Linked DNA regions of Mus musculus: regions 2, 3, 4, 5, 6 and 7 are each linked to region 1. Evidence: chromatin contacts called from public HiChIP or PLAC-seq, capture Hi-C and promoter capture Hi-C data. All regions are on one chromosome and are shown on one strand. Each heading gives the region's core, a stretch centred on a gene start, on an enhancer-like site or on the middle of the called end of the contact. The rest is flanking DNA. Distances are from core to core; before and after follow the strand shown. Region 1 holds the start of Prpsap1 (phosphoribosyl pyrophosphate synthetase-associated protein 1). Region 2 holds the start of Sumo2 (small ubiquitin-like modifier 2). Region 3 holds the start of Nup85 (nucleoporin 85). Region 4 holds the start of Gga3 (golgi associated, gamma adaptin ear containing, ARF binding protein 3). Region 5 holds the start of Grb2 (growth factor receptor bound protein 2). Region 6 holds the start of Tmem94 (transmembrane protein 94). Region 7 holds the start of Sec14l1 (SEC14-like lipid binding 1).

What was found. Promoter capture Hi-C pulls out the DNA fragments that hold promoters and counts their contacts. HiChIP or PLAC-seq counts read pairs in DNA pulled down with a chosen protein or histone mark. Capture Hi-C pulls out chosen DNA fragments and counts their contacts.
Region 2: a promoter capture Hi-C map of pre-B cells shows a contact between it and region 1, with 6 times the contacts expected there. The contact joins the promoter of Sumo2 here to the promoter of Prpsap1 in region 1. A contact is called at or near these places in 1 of 39 promoter capture datasets (pre-B cells), 1 of 115 datasets of contacts at active chromatin or transcription factors (astrocytes) and 1 of 9 other capture datasets (liver).
Region 3: a promoter capture Hi-C map of pre-B cells shows a contact between it and region 1, with 4 times the contacts expected there. The contact joins the promoter of Nup85 here to the promoter of Prpsap1 in region 1.
Region 4: an H3K27ac HiChIP or PLAC-seq map of microglia shows a contact between it and region 1, with 6 times the contacts expected there. The contact joins the promoter of Gga3 here to the promoter of Prpsap1 in region 1. A contact is called at or near these places in 2 of 39 promoter capture datasets (liver and pre-B cells) and 3 of 115 datasets of contacts at active chromatin or transcription factors (bone marrow-derived macrophages, embryonic forebrain and microglia).
Region 5: a promoter capture Hi-C map of pre-B cells shows a contact between it and region 1, with 7 times the contacts expected there. The contact joins the promoter of Grb2 here to the promoter of Prpsap1 in region 1. A contact is called at or near these places in 5 of 39 promoter capture datasets (the C10 cell line, embryonic stem cells, hippocampal neurons and 2 more) and 1 of 115 datasets of contacts at active chromatin or transcription factors (bone marrow-derived macrophages).
Region 6: a promoter capture Hi-C map of pre-B cells shows a contact between it and region 1, with 9 times the contacts expected there. The contact joins the promoter of Tmem94 here to the promoter of Prpsap1 in region 1. A contact is called at or near these places in 4 of 39 promoter capture datasets (the C10 cell line, hippocampal neurons, liver and 1 more).
Region 7: a capture Hi-C map of embryonic stem cells shows a contact between it and region 1, with 4 times the contacts expected there. The contact joins the promoter of Sec14l1 here to the promoter of Prpsap1 in region 1. A contact is called at or near these places in 1 of 115 datasets of contacts at active chromatin or transcription factors (microglia) and 1 of 9 other capture datasets (embryonic stem cells).

The regions. Positions count from the first base shown.
Region 1 is chr11:116,488,683-116,491,906 of GRCm38.p6, forward strand. It overlaps Prpsap1 (phosphoribosyl pyrophosphate synthetase-associated protein 1), which reads right to left and starts at 1,664. Exons shown (of 10, transcript NM_026364.1): 1 at 1,366-1,664. The coding sequence starts at 1,535.
Region 2 is chr11:115,534,778-115,538,001 of GRCm38.p6, forward strand. Sumo2 (small ubiquitin-like modifier 2) reads right to left here and starts at 1,453. Exons shown (of 4, transcript NM_133354.2): 1 at 1,321-1,453. The coding sequence starts at 1,341.
Region 3 is chr11:115,563,007-115,566,230 of GRCm38.p6, forward strand. Nup85 (nucleoporin 85) reads left to right here and starts at 1,438. Exons shown (of 19, transcript NM_001002929.4): 1 at 1,438-1,556; 2 at 2,148-2,241. The coding sequence starts at 1,524.
Region 4 is chr11:115,602,195-115,605,418 of GRCm38.p6, forward strand. Gga3 (golgi associated, gamma adaptin ear containing, ARF binding protein 3) reads right to left here and starts at 1,722. Exons shown (of 17, transcript NM_173048.3): 1 at 1,634-1,722. The coding sequence starts at 1,673. Mrps7 (mitchondrial ribosomal protein S7) reads left to right here and starts at 1,946. Exons shown (of 5, transcript NM_025305.3): 1 at 1,946-2,049; 2 at 2,527-2,718; 3 at 2,829-2,892. The coding sequence starts at 1,967.
Region 5 is chr11:115,706,981-115,710,204 of GRCm38.p6, forward strand. Grb2 (growth factor receptor bound protein 2) reads right to left here and starts at 1,617. Exons shown (of 6, transcript NM_008163.4): 1 at 1,414-1,617.
Region 6 is chr11:115,763,791-115,767,014 of GRCm38.p6, forward strand. Tmem94 (transmembrane protein 94) reads left to right here and starts at 1,643. Exons shown (of 32, transcript NM_028014.3): 1 at 1,643-1,763.
Region 7 is chr11:117,113,718-117,116,941 of GRCm38.p6, forward strand. Sec14l1 (SEC14-like lipid binding 1) reads left to right here and starts at 1,451. Exons shown (of 16, transcript NM_001166506.2): 1 at 1,451-1,634.

The DNA.
Region 1 (3,224 bases), core at 414-2,913:
AGCTTTCTCAAGGCAAGGTCACGTGTGATAAGTGTGACCCAATACAAACAAGCTCAACTTTCATGTTTAAAGGGATCCTTGGCCTGGACAAGACAAATAATCAGGGGCTGGAGAGATGACTCAGCAGTTAAGAGCACTGGCTACTCTTCTAGGGGTCCAGAGTTCAATTCCCAGCACCCACACGGTGGCTCACGACCATCTGTAATGAGATCTGGCGCCCCCTTCTGGCCTTCAGGCACACATGCAGACAGAACATTGTATACACGATAAATAAATCATGAAAAGAAACAGAAACCGGAGAGACTGACTGTCTCCCTGTACATATCTCCTAAACCCACTTCAAAGTCCAACTGATAATAAAACAGGTGGAGCTAAGAACTTTTGAAATATGAAAATGACTTTAAATGTTCAAAGTCAAGTCATTTACGCCAGGGAGTCCAAGTGCGCACCTGAACTGCCAGCATCGGAAAGGCCAAGGCCAGAAATATCACACCATTTAGAGTGTGACCAGGGTCATAAGACCTTATCTCAGAAACCAAAGCCCATGATGGGTGTGGTGTTCCCGCGGCAGAAGCAGGCAGATCTCCCGGCTTGAACTCTTGAGAGTGCAAGCCTCATCCATTCACTAAGTTCCAGGCCAGCAGGAGCTACGATAAAGCTCTGTCCCATAAAGGAGAAGAGAAACGATACATATTACTAAAAAGCTTATTTCACAAAGGGCCCTTAAGGCTCTTTATACCAGGGCTCTAGTTTTCTCCAAAATTGAAAAGGGGCCTTTAAGTAGACCGGTTATTATCAGCAGGGCACCGGGAGGCTCTGCTCTGCAGGATTCTTCTCCATGATTTCCGCAAAGTTCAGGCTCACGCTCCCATCCCTTCCCCATAGAAGCACCCACAGTTTGTAAGTAAGGTTTAAAAAAAAAAAAAAAAATCACGTCCTTCATCCATCCAGCATCGGTAACAACAAACAAGCCTGGAAAGACATCTCAGGGCCCCCACGGTCCCCTGAGGTCAGTGGTTAACACACGCACACACCCCTAAGCAAACACTTTTTTGTACAACTGATCCTACACACTTGTAATCGCGGCTCTCCCCCCGCCCAGCCCGAAGTACTTCTGAGTTCCCTTCTCCCTGACTGTCCTAACCCTTCGGTCTAGGATGGACCCACATCGCCTGTCGCTTTAGGGACGCCTGGAAATGGCGATGGTCAGATTCAGGGCAAGCGCAGGAAACCTCTCTAGGGTTAAGAGTGCGCCGCGGCCCTGGGACGGGGTTGGGGAGTCGGCCCAAACCTGCTGCTCCCGGGTGCAAAGGTGGAGGTGACGGGGAGAGGGGCTAGGGCCACCCCGGGGACCACCTCGCTTACTCAGTGATGCGCTTGGCCAGTTCCGTGCAGGCGGCCGTGGAGTTGGCCGAGAAGACTCGGTAGCCGGTGCGGGCTGCGTTCATGGCCGGCGAGGCGGCGGGCCGAGCCCGCGGGACACGCAGAGCAGAGCACGCGGACAGCGGGGGCAGCAGCAGCAGCTTCCTGGGCATCCTCCGGCCCGAGGCGCGGCTACAGCGGTCCGCGCGGGGCCGCAGAGGGACGAGGCGCGACACAGATGCGTCCGGATCTCCAAGCCGCACCGAAGGCGCAGCCGAGCGCCGCAGCCTCCTTCGGACCCCGCGGCAGGCCGCGCCCCTCCGCGACACCGAGTCGAGCAGCTAGAGCGTCCGCCCCCGCCGCCATCTCGGAAAAGGGCAGGGAGGTGGGCATGGCATGGAGAGCCTGTTCTGACACAGGCGCCGCTGACTCGCGTGTTCGCCTGAGTTTGAGTCTCCGGGGACAGGTATTTTAATGTCCACTATTCTGGGAGGTGCAGCCATGTTTAGTGGTACTTATAAATGTTTTCAAATTTACTGCCAGGAACTAAGATGTCCGCCCAGGGACCGGAGACAATCTAGCCTCACGCCTCTATGATGAACGAGCCTCCGGCGCTCCCCTCCACGCTTGCGCAGGCTGGGATTTATTTGAAAAGGGACAGCCGGCCCTTTCCCTTTTGCGGGCACTTAAACTAACTGCTCCAGAATCTGGACGTGGAGGCCTTCCCTAGACGTTATATCTGTGTCTGCACGTGAGGCAAGGTTGCACTCCTGCCCGTTGTTGTTCTCAGTTCTCCCACCCGTCCCCCTCAACCCCAGCCAGCCGCTCTGCCCGCATGAGTTCGCCTTGTGCAAATACAGAAGGCGCGTGTGTTCATTTACTTTTGTGTAAATAGATGAAGTCGTTCCAAAGAGACATTTGAGCCTCTCGATCTATCAGACTGTTTGAAAAACGGACCCCCAAAGAAGTAAAGATCTTCCCCCACCCACCTCAGGAATGTCATGCTGGGAGAAAAAAAAACGTGACTCCCAAAAACAGCTTTCACAGAGCTCCAGAGACTTCTCAGACCACCTTACAGGCTGAGGTTGAAGCCCATGCAAGGGCGTCTCAATGATGGTCGGGACCTTGCCCTGGAAGGGACGGCTTAGGTGGCAAATCCTCGGCCTTCTGCTTACATTTTTATCTCACTTCTGGACGGAGGACAGACTTGTGGACTTCTCTGGATTCCTCTGTTCCTCTTACCGATGTTGCTAGGTTTAATAAATCTCCCTTTTCTGCTTTCTGTTTTCAGTTCGACTTTTAATTTTAATTTTAATTTAATTTAATTTAATTTAATTTAATTTGGCTTTTCGAGTCAGGGTTTCTCTGTGTAGCCCTGGCTGTCCTGGAACTCGCTGTGTAGACCAGGCTGGACTCGAACTCAGAAATCTGCCTGAACATTGAGTCTTTCTGTGTCTGTGCACCGTGCATACACAGTGCCTGCAAAGGCCAGAAGAGGGTGTCAGATTCTCTGGAACTGTAGTTTGGAGTCAGTTGTGGGCTGCTGGGTCTTCAGGAACAGCAGCCAGTGCTCTTAACTGCTGAGCCATCCCTCCCGTGCCCAAGTTGCAATTTTAATTAACATATTGAAGAAGGTGGCCAGACCTGACTTGGACTCAGATTGTGAGCCCCAAGGTTGATTACACTAGACCTAATCAGGAAGGGCCGATAAGCTCTCTGGCCTCACCTCATAACCTGTTTCGCTAGGCCTTTTCCCTTCCTGCTCTTTAAGTAGCACATGGCAGGTACCCTCTTCAGTCTTCCTATTCTCTCAGTGTTATTCAAGGGCCAGACACCAGGGACCACCATAAAAGGGTGAAGCT
Region 2 (3,224 bases), core at 203-2,702, 950 kb before region 1:
TTCTCTCAGGCTCTCCAACAGCATACAGCTGTTCCCAGCCCCTGGGCTGAAAGATCAGAAACCCTGCACAAAGTGTTACAAGTCTGGTACAGAAGCACTGATACTAGCAAGGCAACAATACACTTAGAAACTCCTTGCATAATTTGTGATGCATCTGAGGTTAAATTTTCTAAAATGGCATTATTTCCTGTCATCGCCCAAATTTGTCGCTTCCCATAAACACCAGTGTCCTTTCTCTTTTCAAAGCTACAACTACTAGAGTCGGTTTGGGGTGGGAGTGAGAAAACCATACCTTGTATTTCAAATTTTACTGCTACCTTCTTGATAAAAGTTAGCAAACTCTGCTCAATGATATCAAATGAACATATCTTTAAAAAAAAAAAACCGAACACACTCAACTGAGGGATATCCCGAGTCTCCCTTTTTACATCTTCCGATTAACGTTCGACTATATAACTGCTTCATTTTCAGTTCAGAGCTTATTTTCCCCCTCTCCTTTGCTGTCATGGCTGCAATACAGTCTTCGTGCAAGTATTCCCGTACATTGCAACCCCAACAGCAGTTCAGCAAATCAAATGTTTATGTCCAAGGATTCGATTCGTCCATCCTGTGTCCCCCTCCAAATAGAGTCGGGGCCAGAGAGTGCCCTGCCCTGGACTGATGCTGGTCCCCTAGTCCGCAGCCAAGAGTAGCCCGTGCCTCCGAGGGCGCGTTCTCAAGTTGAGCCCGTGTCTCTCTGCTCGCACCTAAGCCTCCAACCACAACAAGCCACATGGTTCCCGCCAGGGTGCGGGTTTCTGGGCGCACGGCGGAGAGCGCAGCCCCTCCCCCGCGGGCCCCTTGGGCCTCGAGCCGGACCGACTCTGGAATCCCCCACTCGGGGTTGCCGGAGCACACACCACCGATCCGGCGCGGCCCCAGCCCCGAGAGGGAAACCCCGGGCCGCACGACTCCCGCCTTCGCCGCCGCCCCAGACCCCGCGCGCCCAACGCTTTCCTTACACGCGCCGGGCGCCGCCGAGGAGCCAGCGCGGGGCCGCCGGGCCCGCGGGCTCCCGCGAAGCGCCGCCTGCCCGCCTCGCGCCGCGCCGCGCGCGCTCCGAGGGCCTGGGGGCGGGGGAGGGCGCCGGGCCTCCTCGGGCGCGGGCGGGAGGAAGAGAGCGAGAGAGGAAAATGGCGCGGAGCGCCGGGCCTGAGCCGCCGCTGGCCCCGTGGGGGGCCCCGGGCAGGCAGGGAAGCCCGCGGCGGGCTTCGGCCGGACCCCGGGCCGCGCCACCCACCGGTCCGCACGGTGAGGCGCAGCCGGCCGCCGCGAGCTCACCTTGGGTTTCTCGTCGGCCATGGCGAGCGCCGGAGTCTCCTCAGCTGCCGCTTCACAAAAGAGGCACCGGGTCCGCACTGAGGGAGCGCACAAGCAGCACCAGGAGCGGCAGGAGGAGGCGGCAGCGGTGGACGAGGCAGAGGGCGCGCGCACGTCGTGCGCTTCCCTCCCCCCGCCCTGCGTGCGCGAGCACGAGCATCCGGGGCTTCTCATTGGCTGCCGCTTCGCGGGAGCGCGCAACGCTTACATAACCACCCCTCCTCCTCCCCCCCACGGCCCGCGCCTCCGCCGCCTGGGCCAGGCGCCCGCCAGGTCGGCGGGAAGAGGCGCGGACACGCGCACCAGTCCCGCCGCGGGGGCGCGCCTGGCTCTGGGCGGGGCTGTATTGTCCTCCTTCTTTGGTGGAGCATAATCAAAATGGCTTCCAGCTGGTCCTCGGCGAGGACAGGAAGGCGCGTGGCCTTAGACGTGGGGTGAGCCTAGGTCGAGAACGGAAGGCCAACTCCACGTAGAAGGGGGCATCTCCATCAAAAAAGCAGCAGCGGGTTGTGAGAAAAACTCCTGTTCAGTAGGACAAATGCAACTCCCCCCTGCACATCAAACTTCCCAGTCCCTTCGTCCTTCCCCATCAACCAGCTTCCCACCCGGGAGCCTCAAATGTCTTCCAACCTGTTGGGAACCCTACTCTTGCTGTGGAAAACTGTTCTTATAGCCACTCAAAGGATTCCTTGCTTGTGGCCTGCCTCCCAACTTCCAGAGAACACAGTCCATCAGGGGAGCCGACCCAACCTGAAGCTCACGGGCCCATCAATCATTTCGTCCCTTAATCCAGTACAAAGTAGGAGTAGGATCCTCGCATTTGAAGAAAATCCTGCCCTCTGCTGTGCATGCCACCCTGTGGCTCTCACTTGGTGTTTTTATTTCCTGTACCCCTGTATTTTCTTCTACTACTGTGTTCCCACAGAGGGGGGAAATACCACGATTACATTACCACCATAGTGCTTCTTCTCGACCAAACAGCTTGAAAAAATGCCCATGCCAGCTGCTCCACCCCCTCAACTCCCACTCACTCCTCAATCCACTGCAATCTGTTGTTGTCCTCTTAGCTCCACTAGAACTCTCCACAAGGTCACCTTTGCTGAAACCAGTAATACGTCCCGTTTCTCACCCCTACTCAACTCCCTTCGACTCTGCACAAAACAGGCTTTTTTTTTCTGTCACCTTAGGCCAGTGGTAGCACACCTTAATCTTTTTTTCTTTATTAAACTTTATTTTAATTGTTTCTTTGAGTTTTAGTACAGACTTTTTCTGGTTTTTGGGTTTTTTTGTTTTTTTGTTTTTTTTTTTTTTTTTTTTGGTTTTTCGAGACAGGGTTTCTCTGTATAGCATTGGCTGTCCTAGAACTCACTCTGTAGACCAGCCTGGCCTCAAATTCAGAAATCCCCCTGCCTCTGCCTCCCAAGTGCTGGGATTAAAGGCATGTGCCACCACTGCAGCTAGTATAGACTTTTAAAAATTACTATATTTCCTCTACAGGGACGTATGAATCCCTTCCAATATCATCTACTTTCTAAACTCTCCTTTTCTAACTTTTTTTTTAATCCTCCTTGCATGTCTGTGGTGGCATAGGTGTTTAATCCCAGCACTAGGGAGGCAGAGGCAGGTGGGTCTCTGTGCTCTAGGCCGGACAGGTCTACAGACTGAGTTCCAGAAAAGCCAGGGCTACACAAAGAAACCCTGTTTTGAGAAACAAAAACAAAAAGATAAAAATTAAAAAGAAGACAGACAGGGCAACACAGAGAAACCCTGTCTCGAAAAACCAAAAATAAATAAATAAATAAATGAATAAATAAATAAAAGAAAAAGAAAAATTCCTTCTTTTGGGCGGGGCCTAGTGACACAAG
Region 3 (3,224 bases), core at 188-2,687, 930 kb before region 1:
CAGATCTCTGACTTTGAGGCCAGCTTGGTCTACAGATTAGGTTCAAAGACAGCCAAAGCTACAAAGAGAAACCCTGTCTTGAAAAACTAAGGGCTTGCCGGGTGTGGTGGCACACGCCTTTAAACCCAGCACTAGGGAGGCATAGGGCTATACAGAGAAACCCTGTATCGAAAAACAAACACACACACACACACACACACACACACACACACACAAAACAGAAAAAAAAAAACCCAACCAACAAACAAACAAAAAAATAAAGACAGACAGACTAAGGGCTGGTGAGATGGCTCAGCAGTTAAGAGCACTGACTGCTCTTCCAGAGGTCCTGAGTTCAATTCCCAGCAACCACATGGTGGCTCCCAACCATCTGTAATGGGATTTGATGACCTCTTCTGGTGTGTCTGAAGACAGTGACAGTTTACTCACATACATGCAATCTTTTTTAAAAAGTTAATTATAAAATTTATTTTATTGTATATATACTGGTGTTTTGTGTATGTCTGTGTACTACATGTGTGTGCCTGGTTCCACAGAGGCCAGAAGAGGGCATCAGATTGCCTGGGACTGTTCCACATGTATGTGAGTGCTTTGAATTGATCCAGGTTCCCCGGGAAGAACAGCGTATGCTCTTAACCACTGAGCCAACACTCTAGCTCCCTAAATCACTGATGATTAGGATTTGGATAAAAATTTGACAGAAAGGTTTTCCTTTATTTCCTTAAAGTTTGTGGGAGTTTGGTTTTTGAGTCTGGGTCTCAGTTAGCCCCGATGCGAGCTCAACCTTGCCATGTAGCTAAGGCTGGTTCTGAACTCCCGATTTTTCAGTCTCTACTTCCCAAGTGCTGCATCTTCCGGCTTATGTTACTATGCCCTACTTCCAAGTCATGTATGACCACCAATTTAAGGTAGAAATAGTTCAGAATAATCCTAAAGAAAGAAAAGTTGCCAGTACATAAAAGATTGAAGTCCCGTTGTTTACGGATGTCATGTGTCCGAGACTAATTCCAAAATAAGCGCATTATACTGGTCGGAGTTCGGAAAAGGGACTGAGAATATTCTAATAACAGACCAGGAGGGAGGGATCACAACTACCGCTAAGAGATAAAGTAGGATTACAGAGACGGAGTAGCTCTCCAATCGAAATAGATGCGCCAGCACGCTTCTGCGCATGCGCACACCCTCCCAGCCACCGCCTCTCCCGCCATCTCCGGGGACCTTTCCCTCACCTAGTGTGGGACTGTCTGTGGCGCCGCCTGATCTACTGGGAACATTCCTTGAGGACCCGTGGGCCCTAGAGCCGTTTTCATGATGTGTTGTATAGGTTAGAATAGTGGAACATGTGTGAAAGGCTTCAAGGGGCTGTGTTTGGCTAAGACGAAGGGATCTGTTGCGCTAAGGTCTGCAGGCGCTGCGCAAGCCGCCCTGGAGGGGGTCCTCTTTGGCAGCTGTCTGTGAGCGGGAGGCCTGAGCGCAGAGAAGCGGCCGCGCGGCAGGGTCCCAGCCGCGGGGGGCACGGCGCTATGGAGGAGCTCGACTGCGAGCCCGCAGTAACTGTAAGGGCGATCGGAGTGGAGTGGCTTGGCTTGTTGCACTGTGAGGGTTACGTTTCTTTGGTCATTTCAGGCTGCCTCCCTACATGCGGGACGCACGCTTCTTCCCTGGACACAGTTGCCACCATCCCGAATGTCAGGTTAACTGGGAACTAGGTTATGGCAATAGTGGTCCCTAGGTCCTGTGAATACTGGCCGGCTCGCGGAAACCCCACTGCATCACCCTTGTTTTTATAACCTTTCTGCTTCTCTAGTTTTCCCCCCTTGGGCGTTAGAATGAGATTGGTGTAAGCCCCACATGGTCACTCCAAGGGATGAGTTGGCCTTTCCCTGTCCTGCTGTCCTAGTCCGAGGCTTAATAAATGCATAATTTGTTCTCACGGGAGACAATAGACTAGTTTCTGTCGCGTTGTATTCTATTCCTCTTGCACCTAGAAAATGTTTTTTTAAGTGTGTATATGTCTGAATATGTGCACAGCATCATTGGATACGACCTAGGCTGTTCGCCTGGTGTATGGTGTTCGCAGTTACACTTGGAAGTTGAATGGACAGTTGTAGGGCTAACAGCTCCTGTGCCTCCTTATGTCTTACTAGTGGATTCCAGGTGTGAATTCCAAGAAGAAGCAAATGTGTTTTGACTGGGGCCCCGGCGAGATGCTTCTGTGTGAAACTTCCTTCAACCAAACAGGTAGGCAGTTCTTTTTCACATCTGTCTTGGCACATTGGTTGACTCTCTGAGGCAGGAAACTGGAGTTATTTGGCAATATTTTTATTTTTGAAACTTTGTTTTTTTGCTATTTTGAGACAAGTTGCCCCTATGTAGTCCTAGTGGGCTTGTCTTTGTGCAATCTTTGTGTAGGTTTGAATTCTACATCTTCTTCCCTCGACTTCCAGAGTGCTGGGACTTGAGGTGTGTGGTTCAACACTTGACATTAAGTAATTTTTAAATTTTATAGTCTGTGTATGGGCATTTTGTCTACGTGCATAACTGTGCACCACTCCGTGCTTGGTGCCGCAGAGGCCAAATGAGATCATTGGATTCTAGGAACTAGAACTCTATATTTATGTGAGTTGCCATATGGGGTGTTGGGAGTTGAACTTAGGTCTTCTGGAAGAGCTGCCTGTGTACTTCTTGTTTGGTTTTGGTTTTTTGAGATGGTTTCTCCGTGTAGCCTGGCTGTCCTGGTACTTGGTTTAGACCAAGCTGGCTTTGAACTCAGAAATTACTTGCTCTTTTTTCCTGAGTGTTAGGATTAAAGGCAGGAAATTTCAGCCAGTTGTCTTAGACGCCAAACCATCTCTTCAGCCCCCTTCCTATAATTAACCTTTAGAAACGACCCATATAGCCCAGGTGTGGAGATACGCACCTTTTAATCCCAGCACTCAGGAGACAGAGAGGCAGGTGGTTCTGTGAGTTCACAGCCTGCCTGATCTACAGAATGAGTTTTAGGTCAACCAGGGCTACACAGAGAAATCTTGTCTTGAGAAACCCAACAAAAACAAGCCCAAAGAAGTGAGTTAGACTGCCTCAGCTGAAGGCAAAGTCCTGGGTTCAGGCAACGCTCGCTTGCAACCTTAGATTTTCTACTGTGCAGAAGAGTTGGCGGGGGGAATAGAGAGTCCCCAGCTGCCTGGGATATGTTGCCAGACCCATTCTCAAAAACCAAGGAT
Region 4 (3,224 bases), core at 472-2,971, 890 kb before region 1:
CTTGGGAACAGCATGCAGAGTGGACCAAGGAGAGGCTGCTGCAGTAATTCAGGCAAACCGGAGGTGACAAGGACCTTCACAAAGATGGCACTGACTGGTTCAACGGACTGGTATAAGTCACACTGTCTAGTCAGACGGTGAAATCCCAGCAGTTCTAGATAGAGCAGAAAGAGCAGGCGTTTAAGGCCAGCCTTGGCGTCCTGAGACTCTGTCTCACAAAGACAAAACACCTAAGTCAACCCTGCTTAGCGCAGCTTAGGTCATTTATACTACTCCATTTTTCCTGTTACCGTCTGTGTGGTGAATCAATTCTGCTCTGGCTATTACCCAGTCACACGGTTCCAGGAAAACGGTCTGAGTGGAGGCAGAATGTCCTCTTTGAATTGTGGCCACAGAACCTGTTTCATTAAGTGAGATACTGGGTCTACAATTCCAATTATTTTCATCTTTCAAGAAGGGGAGCTGGGCGTGGTGGTGCACACCTTTAATCCTAGCACTGGGGAGGCAGGGGCAGGAGGATCTCAGTGAGTTCGAGGCCAGCCTGGTCTATACACAGCTGACTGGACACTGGGATCCTTGGGTAAATGATTTTAGCCAATGCCTGTAATCCAGCACTGTACACTCCCCAGAGAACTGTCACATATAGGGAGATGGCTCTATGCCCTGCCCGCAAACATCAGACACTGCAACTGTGATCTTACTTTTCTTTTGGGATGTAGCTTCCCTTAAAGCTAATTTCAATCTCCTGAACAGTAGTTCTTAAGGAAGGCCATGCCTCTAGGAACAACACTCAAGACATCAAAGAGACAACTGTATTCCGTAAAGGATTTCCAGCTCAGGGCTCTACAAAGACGTCTTACCTGATTCGTCTCCATTTCAGAGGCTCTCCCGGGGCTAGCCCTTAGTAAAGTTAATTTATTGACCCTTGATAAGGCGTGATTAACCAGCCTTATTAACCCTTACTAAATAACCTGGATGAACTGTCCGCTAACGTTAAACCTTATTCCTTTGGAGCAATGTACAAATTAGTAAAGATAGCAACACGTCGATATAGCAGCAGTCATTGTTTTTTGAGTTACTCAAGAGCGGGTTATCTCGTTAAAATGAGTGCGTGCATATATGTGTGTGTGTGTGCGCGCATGTGTGTTCCTTCAGTACATATTTAGCACGCTTCGTGGTATATTGTTCCCTGTAGTCGCGCTTTGGAAATGAATTCTCACTTCCAGCATCCTCACTGAGGATGGTCCCACTCTGGAAGCTGCCAGCTGTGTTGTGTGTGCGGCGTGGCACCGCTCAACCCTCCCCGAGGGACCTGTCCAATGCCCGGTCCCAGAGCACAGGCTGGGTGCAGCCCCACCTCAACCTCCCCACGACGCCCGCCTGTCAGCCCAAGGCGCCCGGGTGTCGCTTTCCGGGCCTGCAGGATCTCGCGCTGCAGGTGTCACCCGCGGGAGCCTGAGGACGCGCGGCGGGGAAGGGCCGCTGCTCGCAAGGGGTGTGAGCGCCGGATGCTCGCCGCGAGGCGACGCCGGGTGTGGACTGCCGCGGGCCGCCGCGGCGGAGGGGATGGCGCAGGGAGGGAGGAGGCAGGCCCGTGGTTGGAGGTCAGGTAGAGGCGGCCCCGGATACTCACTCAGCCAGGACTCCAGGCTCTCCCCTTCCGCCTCCGCCATATTGCAGCCGCCCGGTCCGGCCCTGCGCCCTCAAGCCTCGCGAGGTTCTGCGCGAGCAGGGCGGGGGCGGGGCCCGCATGGGGGCCTGAGCGCGCCGAGGGCTGCGGTCCACGGGCGCGCCGGACCGCGTCGGAGGCCGCGAGGGCGAGGATGTGTCTTCGCTTCTTCCTCAGAGGGAACCTCTGAAGGGAAACCCACGCCCGAGGAAAGTGCGCAGGCTCTCATCCGTGTCCTGTCGCTCACTCACGCAGGCGCGCTGTGGGCAGCCCTCCGAGGTCCTGACAGCGGCCAAGATGGCTGCCCCCGCGCTGCGCGCTCCGCTTCGCTGGTCCGGGCTGGCCCTGGGAGTGAGGTGCGCCGTCTGGAACCTTCCAGGGTGAGAAGGCAGCGCGTAGCCGGGACCGCCGCTCGGACCTTCACGGGAGGACCTGGGGAAAGGAAAGAAGCCGCAGGCGAGCTGCGCTGAGTTCTGGCGCGGGAGGGCACTAACTCGGGGCGCCGAGATGGCTGACTCCAGCCATTAAACGGGCCGGTTTGGGGGCTTAGTACCCTGTCCTATGCCTGACAGGCCGGGATGACCTAGATCGGTTCTACCCGGAGCCGAGAGTGCGGCCCTGCTAGAGATCGGAGAACTGGCTTGCGACGGAACAGTGGCCAGTTTCGGGGTGGGGGCTGCCTACCTCTTGGGACAAGGGTCAGAACTGCTGTCAGGTTAGCAGGCGGTCCCAGCGCCACCGTCCCTCGTCAGCGTGATGGCACTTGCGGCTTACTGTTAAGTCAAGCTTGTTCACTTTTGTGGAGTCACAGATTCACCCGTAGGGTTCTGTCTGCTTCCTCCTCGCCCCACTCCCAGGCTCACACAGGTGAGGGGGAGCCGCTATGCCCCCGAATTCCGGGAGCCCTTGATTGACAAGGAATATTACCGCAAGCCGGTGGCGGAACTCACCGAAGAGGAGAAGTATGACCAGGAGCTCAAGAAAACCCAGTTTATCAAAGCTGCGGCCGCGACTGAAACCAGCTCGGTGTTCGCAGACCCGGTCATCAGGTTTGGCGCAAATGCTCCTCTGCTGTGGGCTGGAACTCACCTGGGGCAGTTTTCTGCTGAGGGATCCGGAGTACAGCCCGGGAAAGCTAACCATGTTTTTCTCCTTGAAGCAAATTCACCAACATGATGATGAAGGGAGGCAACAAAGTTCTGGCCCGGTCTCTCATGGCTCAGGTAAGGCCGCTTCTTCCTCTTCAGCTTGTCTTTCTTTTCCCTCAGGCTTGGTGTCTGCGTTTTACACCATGGCTTCAAAACTAGAAAACAGGTTTCTATTCCTGCCATTAAAATTTCCAAGATCTGAGATTGGTGGTGCCCACCTCAAATCCCATCGCTGGAGAAGGCATTTGAATCCAGCACTCGAGAAGCAGAGATAAGTCAGGCCTGCTTGAGCTACAGAGTGAGTTCTGGAACAGAGCTACTTAGTGAGATCCTGTCTTAAAAACAATCAAAACAGAGCCAGAGGTAGGCAGATCTCTGAGTTCCAGACAGCCAGAGCTGTATATTAA
Region 5 (3,224 bases), core at 367-2,866, 780 kb before region 1:
AACCTTAAAAAGGAGTCTTTCAGCTCCCAAACTGACTCAATCTCCCTTACTAACAGTGAGGGGAAACAGGAGGGAGCAAGAAGGAAAATACTACGAACAAACCATGATCTGTGAAAAAAAAAAAACACCAAAATACAAGTAACACAAGCAAACAGGCAAAATCCACTTGTGAACTGGTCACTATCACTTACTTAGGGATGAATTCAGTCCTTTGAGTTTCCTAGTTCCCAGGGGGAGAACTTAAACAGCCCCCTACCACCAACACCACCACCCGCCCCCGCCCCCCTGGCTCCCAAGTAGCCCTCCTGGCTGCCTGATGAATACAGTGGACGTTAAAAAAGGAATGCAAACAGGGAAGGTATCTCCCTCCAAAAGAAAAGGGGATCTTAGAACGACGGAGAAAATGAACAGTGCCCAAACCAGCAGAAACTTGAAAATTATAACGGAGGAACAGCAAGAAGGGGAAGTAGATTTTTTTTTAAAGGGGGCGGAGGGACCAATGACTGGCGCTACAGATGCTTTTCGTGTCCCTAGTAGCGTAGAATGGAGACAGAAGGCAAAAACGGAAAAGTGAAAGAGAGGTGAAGAAGTCAAAAACAAAAAACAAAACAAAAAAACAACAACAACAAAACCCAGTTTCTCTAGCCTCTTTCTGAGTGTCAACAGCACCGAAAGATGACGTTGAACGCGCTTCGGCTACCCGGCAAACTGCACTGCTATAGCTTTTGAACACAGCCTAAAATCCCTTTCTTACCAACCCACACGACCTAAGAGTGTTGCAGGAACCAACGGGGCTCTCTCCCCAAAATTCCTTCCTTCCAGCATTCCTATCCGCTGCTGCTGCTGCTTCCCCCCCACCCCCCAACAAGTATTTTTTCCCCCTCAAGTCCTTCTAAAAAGAGAAGCGCCCAACTCTCACAAAGACCCGTCGGCGGGTCCGGGTAACAATCATTCTAAGTCACGGTGGATTCCCGCACACAATTCCACCGCAAGATGCCAAGAGGCGGTGACGTGGTGGCCTTGCAGGTCAAAGGAGCATCAATCACCACGTTAGCTGCGGGCACCGAATCCCCCGCCTCCCGGGCTCAGTCAGCCTGACTCAGAGCAGCAGCCTGCGCCTCTCGGCTGCTCCGGGCTCCCCAGCGTCCAGCCGGACGGCCGCCACACCAGACCTCCCCGGCGGGCCGGGTCTCTGCCCCCAGCGGGAGGAAGACCGGCACCAGGAAGGAAGCGCCCCAAAAGGGGAAACGAGGAGACGGCTGCGCAGCCGCTGCGCTCGGGTCCCAGCCTTCCCCGGCCCGCGAGCGGCCCTCCCCGGCAGCCCCGAGCAGCCCGGGCCCGAGCCGCTCGCCGCCGCGCGGCGCGGGGACCACGGAGCTCCCGCTCACTTCCCGCCCGCTCCCCTGCACTCACCGTGACGCGCCGTCCACTCCGTCACCCGGCCCGGCCCGCCCTGCGCTGCCGCCCGCAGCCGCCAACCTCGCTGCTGCTCCCTGACTGCGGCGCCCGCTGCCCCGACCGCCGTCCCGGCCGCAGCCCCGCTCGCTCTCGCCGCCGCCGCCGCCCGATCGCAGAAGCAACAGAGCAACCTAGCTTCCGCTCCTCGCCAGGGTCCCGCGAGAACTTCCCCACGCGGCCCCGCCCCGCCGCGCCCCGCCCCCGCGAGACTTCCCCCGGCGGAAAAGGCCCAGAGCGCAAGCGCTCCTCCTCCGCTCCGCCCGGCAGGTAGCCTAGAGGGGGGCTTCGCGCATGCGTCAGCTCGGCCCGCAGCAGGTGGCACGGACTCGGCTCCGCCCCTGGGCCGTTGTAACCCTCTACGTGCCGGAGCAAGTGAATTACAGCTCTGCTCTAGAGGAACGGCGCTTTCCACACTCTAATCACGTCCTTTCTACCAAAACAAAGCAAAGAGGCACCGAGGAGCGGGGAGAGATCTCAGGATGGCTCAACCCAAATAGAGGACCAGTTCTAGAAACGTTTGGGGATCTGGTTCGTGCAACCTGCAGTATTCGATGAATTGTTTGATTAGTCTGTTCACGCAGTGAACCACATACCCAGTGTAAGTAAGCACTGTGCTGGGTAAAGAAGATGAAACAACGAGCAGAGATCCTGGCCTTCAAGAGGTTAAATCGAGAGAAGCAGCAGAAGAGTAAACAAGTAATGTCTTGGCTGGAGAGACCTCTCAGGTCAAAAACTGCTTGCTGCTCTTCCAGAGGACCTGCACCCACACCAGATGGCTCACAACTGTCTGTAACCCCAGTTCCAGGAGACTTAGTGCCGCTGGCCTCTGATAGCACTAGCATTCACCTGCACACACCCTCATGCGCGCGCGCGCGCGCGCGCACACACACACACACACACACACACACACACACACACATACACACACAGCTATAACACTTACACATAGCTCTTTGGGGGAATGCTGAGGAAGCCAAAAAGATAGAGAAAGGCTGGCTCTGTTCCTCAGCCCACTGTATAAAAGACTTAACAAAGAAGGTGATGTGGAACTGAGTACTGGAGGGCGAGTAGGAGTTCCACAGCACAGGAGCCAGGGTAAGCGCTTAGCCAACAAACGGAATGGCACAGAACAGAGAGATGGATGGAGGCGTGAGAAAGTCGTGTTCTGTGCGATGCAAAGTGCATAGATAGGTTCCTGTGCGGGGCTGCCGGTTTTGGGGGAGTAGTAGATGAAGCTTGGAGAAGTACCTCTCAGTTCCAAAAGCTCTTTTCAATTATAGGAGAGCAAGAACACAGCCAATGTCAATGTGTTCTCTAGAAGCCAACAAAATACAGTTAAGAATACCCAAGCCTCTGCTACAATAATGAGTCCACTAAAATAAGGCAAGTGAATTGTTCTTTCGACAAGTGTTTACTGAACATCATTTGCAATTGAAAATGCCTTTCAGAGCAAAAGATGAAGCCAATGACTCCAGCAGTTTGCGATTTAGATAGAGCTACTTAGTTTCAAAGAGAAGAACGCTGGCCCTAAGTACCAGGGACCTACATATTAGAATGACCAGTTACAAAAGGGAGAGCTGCCCGGCAGAGGTGGTGCATGCCTGTAATCCCAGCACTTGGGAGGCAAGGCAGGTGGATTTCTGAATTTCTGAGTTCAAGGCCAGCCTGGTCTACAGAGTGAGTTCCAGGACAGCCAGGATGGCACAGAGAAACCCTATCTAAAAAATAGGGGGGGGGCTGTCATTTGGTGGTGGAATAATGAGAGG
Region 6 (3,224 bases), core at 393-2,892, 720 kb before region 1:
GGGCCATCCCTGGGCTGGTGGTCCTGGGTTCTGTAAGAAAGGCTGAGCAAGCCCCGGGGAGCAAGCCAGTGAGTGGCCCCTCCCCATGGCTTCTGCATCAGCTCCTGCCACCAGGTTCCTGCTCAGTTTTTCTTGTCCTGACTGAGTTCTTATCTTGACTTCCTTGAGGATGAACCAAAGTGTGAGCTGAATAAAGCCTTCCCTCCCTCATGCTTCTTTGATCATGGTGTTTTATCACAGCAAGCGTAACCTTAACTAAGGCAGGATTCCCCAAGGGCTCCAGGTTTTGTGGAATGAAGTAGAAAGACCCCAGACCCAGGTAACTAACCAGTTCTGTGCAACAGACAGGGAAGCAGCATGGGAAGGGAGTGTTTGGGCTAAAGTTTCACACGGGCATGTATTTGCATATTGGCTGGGGGTTTTGTTTGTTTGTTTTGAGACAGGGTTTCTCTGTGTAGCCCTGGCTGGCCTGGAACTCACTCTGTAGACCAGGCTGGCCTCAAACTCAGAAATCCTCCTGCCTCTGCCTCCTAAGTGCTGGGATTAAAGGCGTGTGCCACCACTGCCTGGCTGCATTTTGGCTGTTATTAGCTGCAAAGAAATGTAAAAGCTCAGAGAGCTACTGAACAAAGTACTCCAGCATGTTTAAGACTGTAGTGAGTCCATGTGGCAATGAGCCCTGAAAGTGGCTATGTGGCTATCTCCATCATGTTATGAGCATCTATGGTTATGTGGAGAGATTTGGACTTCTCCATCTGTAGTGATAAACTACAGATGTTTGTGTTGAAGGTTTGTGCCAAGGTTCTATGAGTGTTCAAGGTAACAGCTGAACTGGTTTAAACAGAGTTAAATCAGTAAAATGGCTTCTTGTCTAGCCGAAAAGAGGGATTGTAATCGCATGATTAAATTCATTATTATAAGGAAGGGGCTCTTTTTTCCCAGGACCAGATATGACCCTTTCTGACTTCATAAACAGAAAAAAAAACTTTTTTTTTTTTTTTCTAAAAGCAACCCTTCCAGACTTAGATCTCTGGGAAAATGGAAGTAAATACTGACACAGGCTTATTTTGTTTTCCCAAGAGAGGGTTCCCAAGCGATTTCTCTAATTAGTCTAGAAAAAAAAAGTTGTTTTCAAGCTTGTTTTTCCTTTTAGATTTCAAATGAACTGAGGGTGAAATAACAGTATTGCTTTAGATTCTCCAGCTTTGGTTGGTCCATAATATTAGTACTGAGGGACTTTTAAAGATTAAGGAAGAATTGAAGAAAATACAGATAAGGCGATTTTTCAAGGGCCTCATTAAAAAATAATAAAGGGCAGAAGGTATCACCTGACCATGGCTCTAGAAAAATTTAGTGGGTAAACTAATGGGGAGGAAATTGTATGATTGCCTCTAGTCTGGTTCTATAGCGCTAAAAACGCGGGAGCTTCGTGCCGGAGATAGGACCCAGGCTTCCCCGGATCGCTTTAGAGTAACAATCACACAATTCCGCCAGGCTCCCGGAGGGGCGGTGGAGGTTACAGCTGAGCGCACCAAACAGCCAATAACAAATCAGAATCTTCCGCCTACCTCGAATTTCAACCAATCAGCGTCGGGATCTTTGGCTTGTTGGCCTGCGCGTCTGTTGCTGGGGGAAGGCGGCAAGCCTCCTCAGAGTTGCCCACAACGGACATGGCTGCGGCCCCTGGAGGCGGGGAGGTGAAGTGAGGAGGGGGCAGGGAGGGGTGAGGACGCGGGCGAGGAAGACCGTCCGAGGGGGCCCCGGTAAGTACGAGAAGGCCCGCGGCCCGAAGTGGGGAGCAAGGGGGCGTGGGGCTCGGCCTGCTGCGCCCTCTGAGTTCCTACCCGAGGCGAGGAGCGCCTGGGGTGTGCACCTAGCAAGTGGCACCAAAGGGGGTGTCTCTCTGTGCTGGAGGAGAGGGGCCGGCCGGCGCCTGCCTGCAACTCCGGGCCGGCTCCTTCCCTCACGTCCTCAAGGGTTTTTTGGTTTGTTTGTTTTCGTTTTCTCATGTCCCCTCTCTGTCCTGGCTTGCCCCTTGCCGGGGTCCCACGTCAGAAATAAAGGTTGTGTCCAACAAAGAACCCTTGGCCCAGGTCCGCCGTGGCTGGGCCCCGGGCCAGCGACTGCCAATCCTGATGCCACGAGTGTTTATTTGTAGGCCCCTGGGTGTCCCCGGCCCAAATAAAGGCGGTTTTCTGCCACAGCGCGCGCTGTGCTCGCCGCCCGGAGTGGACGGGATCTCTGCACCCGCCCGCCTGCTAGACACTGCGAGGGACTTCCAGTTCAGTGCAAGGCTGCGATGTTGCAGTTGGGGCGTGCTTCCCCGATTTTAGAGTCACATAAAGATGCTTCGGAAGCCAGCGTAGCACCACAGCCTTTGCAGTTCTGTAAAGCAGTTTCCCTGTTTTTTCCCTACCGCGAAACCCTACAGTTAAAAGCCTTGGGGGAAGGTTCAGTACCTAAAGCAACAACAAATAAGAGTGACGGAGGGAATAGAAAAGTTTGACGGTCACTTTCAGAGTCAGACCATTGTACAGTGTAGGCTCATCCTGGAGAACGAATTAGCAGTTCAGACAGAGTCCCCGGACACTCTGCAGTGGAATGTCACCGGCTGTATTCGCTGTCACTTCTCTCTTGGCAGAATTACAAGCAGGGGAACCTAGAGTCTGGCGAGCACTGCATTAACAAGCTACCTCTTTGATAATCAGTACCCCCAGGTAGTTTGAGAGGTAACTGCCCTTGAACGCCCGCCTCTGCACATTCCACTTGGTATAAGACCTCAATAGATGGTTAGAAGACAGGCAGGAGGCTGGCCAGGCCACAAGAGGGAAAGAAATCAGAAAACACTTGACATTTCTATTTTAAGTGGCTAGGAAGTGCCAGCTCCCAGGGAAGAGAGTCAACCTCAACCGTTTGGAAGGCTTACCTCCTGAAGAACGAATTAGCAATAAAGGTCACAGTCCTTGTGCTCCTCCCTGCTCCTTTCCCCTAAATTGGACTCCAGAATCAATTTCTATACAGCAGTCAGATGCTTACTGCCGACACGCTAGGTATTATTTAACCTGTCGTGGTCAGTGAGCTGGAAAGACCTTCGGGGCCTCTAAGGACACCCCTGATTTCCGAGTGAGAAGGCTCCTGGTCTCCCACTGCACCTTGCGGTAACCGGTAACCCCGTGTCGGTGGTTTTTATTCCGTTGCTATTGTGTCTGTGTTCTGTTCACTGC
Region 7 (3,224 bases), core at 201-2,700, 620 kb after region 1:
CAGTTAGACTTCCCCTCATCTTTCTTTAGAAATCATTTGATAAAGACTATATCTGTTTTGTACCCCCGAGGTCTGTGCTTTCCAGGCTGTGAATTGGCCCCATCTTCCAGTCTCTATTTCCTGTACATTTGTGGTTCATCTATAGGTTTGTCAGAATGGTGTGTTCTGGATAAGATCATCTCAATGGGTGCTGCCATTCACTCCTACCAGGAGCTCATGTTTGTCTTTCTTTCTTTCTTTCTTTCTTTCTTTCTTTCTTTCTTCCTTTCTCTCTCTCTCTCTCTCTCTCTCTCTCTCTCTCTCTCTCTCTCTCCCTTTCTTTCTGATACAGGGTTTCTCCGCGTAGCCCCTGGCTGTCCTGGAACTCACTCTGTAGACCAGCCTGGCCTCGAACTCAGAAATCTGCCTGCCTCAGCCTCCCAAGTGCTGGGATTAAAGGCACCACTGCCCAGCTCCCACAGCATCTTTTAAAGGTGAATGTGATCCCTACACGTGGACATAAGTCATCAGCAGCCTGAGTAGCGCGGGTAGCAGTGCTGGAAAATGACGGTTTGAGTTGGAAATAAAGTGTGATCGAGCAATGAATGATATGTTTGTGTGGTGGGTAAACAGGTCCTGAAGGAAATTCCCAAACTCTTGTGTGCAAGTACAGCCATCCGGGGTGACTAATGTGAACGGAACAACAGTGACACTGATGGAGAAATTGTGTGTTGCTTCTAAAACTAGCTTTTCTGTGTGGGTGGATGCGCCAGGTGTCCGCTTATTGTCACCCGCCCGTCTTCAGGACCCCTAAATGTCTCCGTGTGTGGCTCTTAAATTTTAAAGTTGGAGACGCTGAAACGCAAGGCACACCTAGCACCCCACTTGAGGTCCCTCCCCTTAGAGCCATCCCACAGCCAGACATTCCCCAACCATCTGGACGTGTTGACAAGGGTGCTTGGGTTACACCCATCTCCTCCCCACCCTGTTCGCTCCATCACCATTACTAGGCCAGAATGCAATCAGACACTATAGCAGTGCAGGAAAAAAAAGAGGAAGCCCACGAGGAAGCACAGACGGCGCAAGCGCGCAGCATTCAAGCTGGAGGGCCGGCTTAGCTGACATTCCGTAGAGGTCCCAGTTCCCGCTCCGGCTGGAGTGCGCATTTGAATCTTTTCTGGGGTCTGTGGCTGCTAACTGCGAAGCCTCGCCCGCCGCCACGGCCCTTCCCCCTTCCCACTGACGCCAAGAGAAGGAGCCTCTGGGGCTCGCTCCGAGTCCTGGCAGACCAAGTCCTGAGCCCCTCCTACGCACGCGCAGATCTGTAACTCGCGCCGGCGCAGTACGGCCCTTAGCCAGCCCGGCGGCCGCCCCTCCCCCTCCCTAGCAACCGCCTCCTGCTCCTTCCCCCGCCCCCTCGGCCTGGTGTGCGCACGCGCGCCTCTTCCGGGCTGGCCCCTCCCTCCCCGTCACCCGTAACAACCACTCGAGCCCTCGCCGCGCCCCTCGGCCCTCCCGCCCCGGCCCCTGTCCCCGGAACCGGCGGTCGAGCGGCGGCAGCCGAGCCTGTGGCACGGCTCTCTCTTCGGGGAGCCGCCGGCATGAACGCATCCCGCCACCGCGCCGCGTCCCCGACCCGGTCCTTCTGACAAGAGGTAAGCTCGCGTCGTCGTGGAGGGTAGGAGCGCGCCCGGGTGTCAGTCCCTGGCAGGGTCCCTCTGCTGCGACGGCCCGGGGCGCTCGCCATCTCGGAGACTGCGGAGCCAGCCGGGTCCCTCCGCCGCCGCCGCCCCCTCCGTCCAGCCCCGGCCTGCAGGGAGGCGCTCCCCCGGGGCCGACCCTGGGCTGATTTTCAAATACCAATTATCATGCAACAGAGGCAGCCCCGGCCTCCTGTGCCATTTGGCGGTGGTCACTCCGGATGCCCGCGCAGGGCGTGGATCTGGACCAGACCTCCCCAAGCCAAGATCTGGCCCAAGTTCAGGGAGCTGGCGAGCAAGCTGGTCCTTCAGTGTAGTCACTTGGTTAAGAGTTTCTTAATAAAGGCATCACGCAGTGCTTGCATCTTCTCTCCTACCCGTCAGCACCCGGTAATCATCCTCCTTTTATTTGAGAGATACCCGAAAACTAATTTTCTCAATTAAAAAAATATAAACGATTCTTAGTCTCCCCTCCGCGCACCGGCGTTGTAAGGTTTACGAGAGTGAATGGAACGCGGTCTCTGCGCTCCAGGACGCGTCAGCGCCTGAATCGAGATTAATGAAGGCTTGAGTTTGGAGAACCGAGGAGTCTGGTTTGAGAGCTGGGAGTGTAAGATCGTCTCACACAGATGGAATCAGGAAAGGCGAACGGCATGCTTGAGGTCACCCAGAGTTATTAGCCATTGTAGTTTTCCAACTGTTGGAAGGTGGTTTTCCAACGTAACCTGCTCCTTCCGAGTGCTATGCCAAGCAAACATACCAGAGAAAGTTCCAGACCTGTTTAAAGCAATGTAAACATTGTAGAAGTGCAGCTCTAGATAGCAATCCTCTGAAGTCTATCAGCGTAGGGGTTTTTTGTTTGCTTTTTTAAACACCTGTAATTTGGGATACCGAGATACTGGGTTTTGAACTTTTGAATGTCTTTTGACTGTATCTAGGTAAAATAACATCCTTATTGATTGAGCCCCAGTGGGACTACTGGGCTCACTGGACTTTCTTTCCTTTTTATATTTCTGTTTGTTTTTCTCCTCCTTTAAGTAGGTGAGCAAAAGGTTCTAGATGACTCTGAACACACAAGGGTGTTTGCCCAGAAAGCCGCCCTTGCCAGCACCCGAGTGATTCTGTATGCAAAGCAAGGTTCCTTGACCTCAGACTTGAGCATGTAATTGATTGCCTTGCGGTTCTCGGGTTCTCGGCTTCAGGAGGCTGGAGGGTTTTGGAACCCCTTAGCTGGAGCTGGGCAGCCTCCCTGCTGTTTGTAGACAGTCTCTGAAATCGGAGCGAGCAATTAGAAAACAGGAAACAACAAAGTTCCCTTTGAAGCCAGCACTTAAGGAGTATCCCATTATTTAAGAAGACAGTAAGGGTCGCTTGCTCCAGCTTTTTGTGTCATCCCCAGAACGGTTGCCATAACATGTTACATTTTTAGTTGGCTTCTTGTAGACATTGTTCAAGAGAACACCACTGAATCCTGGGACTTCATGGCTGCTGAAGACTAGATCTCCTGACCTAAGCCAGAGACTCTGCCCATACAGGGGGCAGAGG